Linked DNA regions of Triticum aestivum: region 1 is linked to region 2. Evidence: chromatin contacts called from public Hi-C data. All regions are on one chromosome and are shown on one strand. The core of a region is the stretch at or near the end of the contact, and the rest is flanking DNA. Distances in the headings are between cores, read along the strand shown.

Region 1 (3,712 bases), core at 654-3,153, 500 kb after region 2:
CGAGGGCAACAGCAAGCGCTGCCACGACGAGGACGCAGACCGGAAGCCTAGATCCGGCCCACCCACGCGCCGCCAAGTGGCCACCACCAAGCGCCGTTCAGGGGCAGCCCCGCCGCCGTGAGGGACGCCGCCCCACGGGCAGCAGGCGCCAGCCACCGGCGGAACGCCACCGCGCACCACCGGCCGCCGCGAGATCTGCACGAGTAATACACAAGAAGTAGTTCATTATGTTTAATATGTTGTTTATGTCGCAGGGGAAATCTACCTCGCGTTCTTCAACCTTGACTCGGTGAGCCGGAAGATAACCGCGAGAATATCGGACCTGGAAAAGGTTCTTGGGACAACCTTCGTACGAAAACACTCATGCAGCTGCAGTGAAGTTTGGAGTGGGAGGAACCTTGGTCTCCTCGAGGAAGAGATCTCAGCGGCGGTGAATCCACACGGTTGCGTGGTGTTCGAACTCATGTGTTGAGCTTTGCCAGACTTCCTCACGGTGGGAATAATCTTGGTAGCCTACTGCAATCCCATGATATGATGTAAGCCTACTACCCTGAACAGCGTGAACCTTGAACAATATTGGGTAGGTCGTTTCCAGGTCGGTGCTTGAAAGCGGTCGAGTTGACCTTCGTCAAACCGTACCCGTGCTAGAACGGGATGGGTTTGAGTAATTATGCATCAACTCAGGATGACGAAACACTCAAATGCGCTGATATAGAAGGGCCGCAGAAAATGAGGAGAGGGCAACAGAGGAGCCGGACTGTCTCTTCTGGTGCATCTCACAAACATAATTCAAAAAATTCTGAATTTTTTGCTGTGCAAACTTTGACAAATGTTTTGAGTGCCTGCAAATTTTCATGATGAAATGACATTCGTGGGAGTAACTAAAAAAATCAGAACTCCAAAATGCTTTCGTAAATAGCATTTTTGCAACATTGATTTTGTTTTTTTTGCCATGATTTCCATGAATGTCATTTCATAATAAACTTTGCAAGTACAGAAAACATTTGTCAAAGTTTGGCAAAAAAAATCAGAATTCTTTGAATTTATTTACTTTTTTTCTTTTGATTTTACTGTTTATCAAAGAGCATTTGAGCTTGGGAGTAGATACAAATTCTTTGATATAGAAGGGCCGCATAAAATGGCGCACGTGAGCCCTGCACACTTCGGCATGCCATTTACTAGAAGCCTTGGGCGTGTTTTGTTGCTTCTCTGATATAGAGGGCCGCATAAAATGGCTCACGTGAGGCCATTTACTGGAAGGATTGGACGTGTTTTGCTCTGCTGGTGTTGTTTGAACTAGATAGTGCAGTAGATTTTTTTTAGAATGTCTTCGGCTGGTTTTTTTAGGGGTAAATCTCCAGCAGGTAGACATAGAAGAAAAGCGAAATCACTAAATAAGGAGTACTCCTTTCAAAGATCACTCCCCCTCCCAGGTTGTGACAAGTGGAGTGTTGCATGTGCGTCACTTGTCGCAACTTGGGGGTTTTCCTTATTTTGTAGATTCGTTTATTCAAAATGTTTTATCTCTTAAACTGTGCGTCCTAATGTCGAATCATTTTCATCGTTGGATTTCATGCGTCAAGATCTTTAAAACTAGATCCCATGTTGATAGGTTTTGACGAACTTTTTCATGAGAAAAAATCGGATGAAAAAATCAAACCAGGAGCATTTTTTTTCCTTTTCGGAAGCCGTTTCCAAGAAGCACGGCCGTGCCTCTTGCGAAGGTAAATTCATGCCTTCCGTGGAAGCAAAACCGCGCCTCCCACAGAAAAAAGAAAAAAGAAAATGCGTTTTTTCTGTTTCCGAAAGGCATCATTGTGCCTCTCGCAGAAGCAAAACAGTGCTTTTTACGAAAGAAAAAAAAACGTGTTTTTTTTCTGTTTTAAGAGGCACGAACGTGCCTCTCGCGGAAGCAAAACTGTGTCTCTAGCGGAAGAAAAAAAAGAAAACGTGTTTTTTTTCGTTTCCGAAAGGCACGTCGCAGAAGCAAAACCGTGCCTCTCACGAAAAAAAGAAAAAACTCGCAGAAGCAAAACTGTATCCACCCATCTTTTTTATTTTTTGTCAAAAAGTTAAGAAAAAAGGGTAAAAAACCAGAAAGTCAAAAAATCTAAAAAAACATTTAAAAATCCAAAAACGCGTGCAAAAAAATAAAATAAAAAAACAAAATTCGAAAGAAAAGCCCAGGGACACATGGTGACGGTTGAGAGCGCGTCACCTGGCGCGCTCTAAGTCCACCCTATGGTTGGGAGGCTCTCGAAGGACTCAACTAGTTGCTCTCGAAGAAAAGAGATAAACATATGTGCTAATGGGCCGCGCCAGTGGCTAGCCCATGTAGAGAAGCTTCAGCGGCCCAAGCCCAATAAAGCCCCGTGCCGCCGGTCCGGCTCTCCAACCCGTCGCCCACGCCGCCTGCCGCGGCAGCCGTCAGGCAGGCAGCTCTTGATTCTCTCGAGGGCACCTGGCTGGCGGCTCCAACTACCGGAGCTCCCTCGCCGTCCGTTAGGCTCTCCCGCCGTCACCCACCACCACCATCTCCCTCCCTGCTTTGCGTTCTCTCCTCTTACCATCTCCACAATCGTCCCGACCAAGCGTACAGAGCTGGCGATGGACTTCTCCGTCGAGGATGGCAAAAGGCTATGGTCGCTTGTTCGGAAGCAGGAGGTCCTGGTCGACAAGAAACGAAGGTGGTTGGAGTCGATGACTCCCAAATCGGATGGCTGCAACACACGACTGAAGCGACCAAAGTTCTTGGCTGATGCGTAGGTTTGCGGCACTTTCTTATTTCTTCTGATAGTACTGTAATTCGGTTTTCCTTTTGTTTCTGGATGTTGCTCATAGCGACAACGGTTGTTGCAGTTTATCACACTGCCATGCTGGTCGTAGCAATCTAAATGGAAATTCTATTTGCTGTCGCCATGGTTTAGGGAAAGTGATTCATCTCTACAATCTTTTATGTTGGATGCTTAAACGTATGTTGCATATAATGTCGTTTCCGCCTCCTGGTGGTTTAGCTTTCTCCCTGCTTAATATATTTACATGTAGCTGCCCTGCATGTTCTTGAAAAATACTCCCTCCGTCCCATAATCATATTGGTTGTGATAAGATCTTGGATTTTTGTATATTGGTTGTAATAACGTCTTATATTATGGGACGGATGGAGTAATAATTAATGTCGGTTTTCAGATGATATAGACCCTAGTCTTTTGAAAGAAAGAAAAAAAAAGATGGCAAGATGCCTGCATTTCTTTGGCCAACAGTTACAACCATTTGTATGTAGTAACAACTGTGCTTATATACAGGTTCTTGGCTGAATCAGATATAAGGAGTGATGAAGTAAGTTCTTGCTCTTGTAAGAATATGACTACAGGTTATACCTTATATAGCTTGTATCTATTTCTGTTCGGGCTAACATGTACTCATCTTAATGTAAAAGAAAAACATGTAATGGATATACATTTTGTACAGCTACAAGTTACTAGTGAACATTTCTATGTAAAGTGATCAAACGAGACACTTGGCTTCGTATAAATGTTACTGCTTACCTCTGTTCCTAAATAAGACGTACTATTTAGGAACAGAGGTAGCATTAAACAACTCAGATGTGTATTCAGTTATTTGATTTTTATAACGTGGAATGATTAGAACTATGGTAAATAATGCCCTATTGGGTGTTGTCTAGCTGGGATCTTCTGTATATGGCATATCATGT
Region 2 (3,367 bases), core at 293-2,792:
TGTAGCTGTTTTCTACTAAATAAATTAACTGAAATCCACATGCTAGATTTGCGCCAAAAAGCCTAATTCATGTGTTCTAACGGAAATCCACATGCTAGATTTGGCAATGAAGAAATCATAATGTTGAAGAAGAAAGAGTAGCTTTATTACCAATTAATCGATTGAAAATCTAGCATGAACGCTAGCCCCAATATCAACGCAGTTGTTTTCTACTAAAGCGAGACTGGATTTATTAGTAGTCATAAAGATCATGTGGACTAGGCAATAAGTAATGGGATGAAACATTCTCCTTTTTTTTTCTTCCTCTCTTTCCAATGGTTGCAGAGAGTAGCTCGCGGAGGGCGGCACTCACGTCTAGCTCGACGAGATTAATTTCTAACGCTTTAAGCATTCCCTTGCGCTAGCGCAGTTTAATGACAGGTGTGTCGCGCGATGGCCGAGCTCATCATCTTAAGATTGACAACGTTCGGATGTGTTGTCATGGAGGGTGAGTGGTCTTGAGCCATGCTTATTGCACTAGGTCGCTAAGATATTAATTTTCTCCCGTTGCAACGGGCATGTTTGCTAGTAAGAAGTAAAGTGGAAATACATCAAGGTTGTCAATCTATTCCGACGGCTTCAATTTCATCAGATCAGATAATCTTGAACAAGACAATTTGTCTTCTCCAGATGGTAAAGAAAAGCAAATGTGTAAGATGCTCCCTTGTGGTTTAATAACCACCTGGAGGAAACATTTAGTGTGATTCCCACAATCTCAGATCTCAATTAATCCTATGAAGAGTATATATTGCCAAATGCCAATCATTTAATAATAAACATGCACTACCTTGCTTATGCTCAGACCAACTAACGGAAAACCACAAGTGGATAAAATTCTTCGACATGAATGATGGCGTGGAACGATTAAAACTGCAGGACACACAGCTACAAGGATTCCCTAGCCCCTCCCATACAACAGAATGAACCTTCTCCGGGAACTCCGTCATCACAAATCATATGCGGAAACGCAGCGAGCCAGAAAGGGGGTCCGAATTGGCGGTAAGAAACAGTATGTTGGGCTCAGATAAGGGTAGAGGCCCACCACGCCTCACCCCATCTCCGCGGCAATTTGTACGATCAGGTACCGAGGGGGTGAACCACAGCGCAAGGCAGAGCGTCCTAACGAACCCTAACCGAGGAGAACAAAAAGTGGAAGGTGCCGCTAGACAAACGACGAACATGAGACGGACAAACCAAACGGAGACGAGCGCAGGGGAGCACGCGAACGCCAAAGGCGAGGGTCTCGGATCATGTGAATACGCGAGAGGAAAACGGGGGAGCCGGAGCAGGCGTCACGGTGGCTTACCTCGAGCACCACGGCGGCGGAAGCGGAAGGCTGGACCACGGCGGTGGGTGGAGGCGAAGCGGGGTTTCCGCGTACGAGGGGGGAACGAGAAGATGGGAGGGGGAAGAAGGAAGGAGGAAGGGAAAGAGGCGATTTGGATTGGGGTCCTCGTACTCGGCTCGGCTCCGGCAGTTTTTTTTTTAGAACACTCGGGTGACGGGTCGGGAAGTTTTTATTTTTTGAGACACACTCGGTCGGGAAGTGGTGAGATAAATGGCGTCCGCAATCCTATTTACTCCATTCCTAAATATAAGTTTTTCTAGAGATTTCACTAAAAGACTACATACGGATGTATATAGACATATTTTAGAAGGTAGATTCACTCATTTTGCTTCGTATGTAGTCCTTTATTGGAATCTCTTAAAAGACTTATATTTTGAAACGGAGGGAGTAGTTAGTTTTTGCTAGCTTGATGGTTCATTTTCTTTAAACAAACAAAAAACCTTTTTGAACTATCATATCATAAGTGGATTTAAAACGGGATTAAACGGGATCAGTTGACATCCCTCCCAACACCACGTAGTGAGAGAGTTGGTGGGAGCCCACGGAAACGGGTGGGCTCCCCGCTCCGCCCGGTTTCCTGGATCTGGGTTTCCCCCTTTTTTTAACCAGATTTATTCTGTATTATTTTCGGGTATTTTTGTTTTGTATTTTAAGTTTTTTCTTTTAACATTTCTTGATTTTTAATGGAATATTTTTGAATTCTGGGAAAAATTTACATTTTTATTAATTTAAAAATTTGGAATGTTTTTTGAAAGTCAAGATTTGTTTTTTCTAATTCATGGATATTTTTTAAATACGGAACAATTTTAAAATTTAAGGACATTTTATGGAAGCCAGAAACAGTTTTTTAAATCTGTGAATATTTTTAATATATTTTTTGAACTTTGGGAACATTCTTTATAAATTCAGATTATTTTTAAATCCTAATCACAAACAATTTTTAAACAACCAATTAACGGCAAAGAAAAACAATAAAAGAAAAAAAACAGGGGCACCCCGCCTTGTACATGTGCCGGCCCAAAAGCGCACAAGGGTGCTGGGGGTGCGCGTTTGGTGGGTATTTTCACCCAAGCATGTAATAGGTACCCCGCCCGGGAGTACCTCTCGCTCGTGCGAGCGCTAGCCCTAGCGCCAGCGCTGGGCTGGGCCGGCCGGTGCGCCTGGCCTAGCCTGGCGGGCTCTTTTTTTTTAAGAAAAAAAGACAGAGGGTAAACTCAAATAAAACAAACTAAATAAAAACTTAATATAGGCATATAATATATATAAATTTTCAGAAAAATAAATCCCAAAATATAAACTATTTTTCAGGTTTAAATAAAGTACAAAAAAATTCTCAAAAGTCAAACAATGGTGCTGTTGCAATAAAACCCAATAAAAATCATTTTTCAAATAACAAAATGATTTCAAATTTATTTTTATTCACTTTTAGACTGTAGGGAATCATTTTACCCTAATTTCCATATATTTTATTTTTGGAGAAAAATAATTTGAATAAAAACAAAAATAACTCCTAAATGGGTTTGAATTTGAATTTCAAACCACTTCCAACTCTATTTCATATGTTTTGTAGAAGTCATCTTATCCTCTCTCATGAAAATCATTGAGTTGCGTAAAGTTTCCTAATTTTGAAATATTTCCAAATGGAATTCAAATCTTTTCAAAACCCTTTTCATTTATTTAAATGGAAGAAGTCATATCATCTTCACTCTAGGCTTTTGTGATGAAATGAATTTGAATTCATGGAGATCATAAATGCAAGGTGAAAGTTTGGGAAAGTCATTTCATTCCCTCTCATTCAACTTCCAAAAAGTTTCAAATTTCACTCAATTTCACACAAGCAACCACACCACAATCAAACAAACAATCAAAACTATTTATTTAATATAACATTCCAAAATTTAGAATTTTGGGATGTTACAGTAGGATTTTATGACTAACCATGAAATTGACCAATTCTTGTTGACCCTCTAAATAGATATC

The links. Hi-C and Micro-C count contacts between places; a contact is called where the count stands out from the background.
Region 1: a Hi-C map of leaf shows a contact between it and region 2, with 8 times the contacts expected there. The contact joins the promoter of LOC123142589 here to the promoter of LOC123144760 in region 2. A contact is called at or near these places in 2 of 5 Hi-C or Micro-C datasets (both in leaf).

What each region holds. Positions count from the first base shown.
Region 1 is chr6D:299,356,254-299,359,965 of IWGSC CS RefSeq v2.1, forward strand. LOC123142589 reads left to right here and starts at 1,904. Exons shown (of 4, transcript XM_044561437.1): 1 at 1,904-2,762; 2 at 3,303-3,336. The coding sequence starts at 2,242. LOC123144761 (probable alpha-galactosidase B) reads left to right here. Exons shown (of 14, transcript XM_044563986.1): 14 at 255-717. The coding sequence ends at 472.
Region 2 is chr6D:298,856,570-298,859,936 of IWGSC CS RefSeq v2.1, forward strand. It overlaps LOC123144760, which reads right to left and starts at 1,543. Exons shown (of 4, transcript XM_044563984.1): 1 at 1,346-1,543.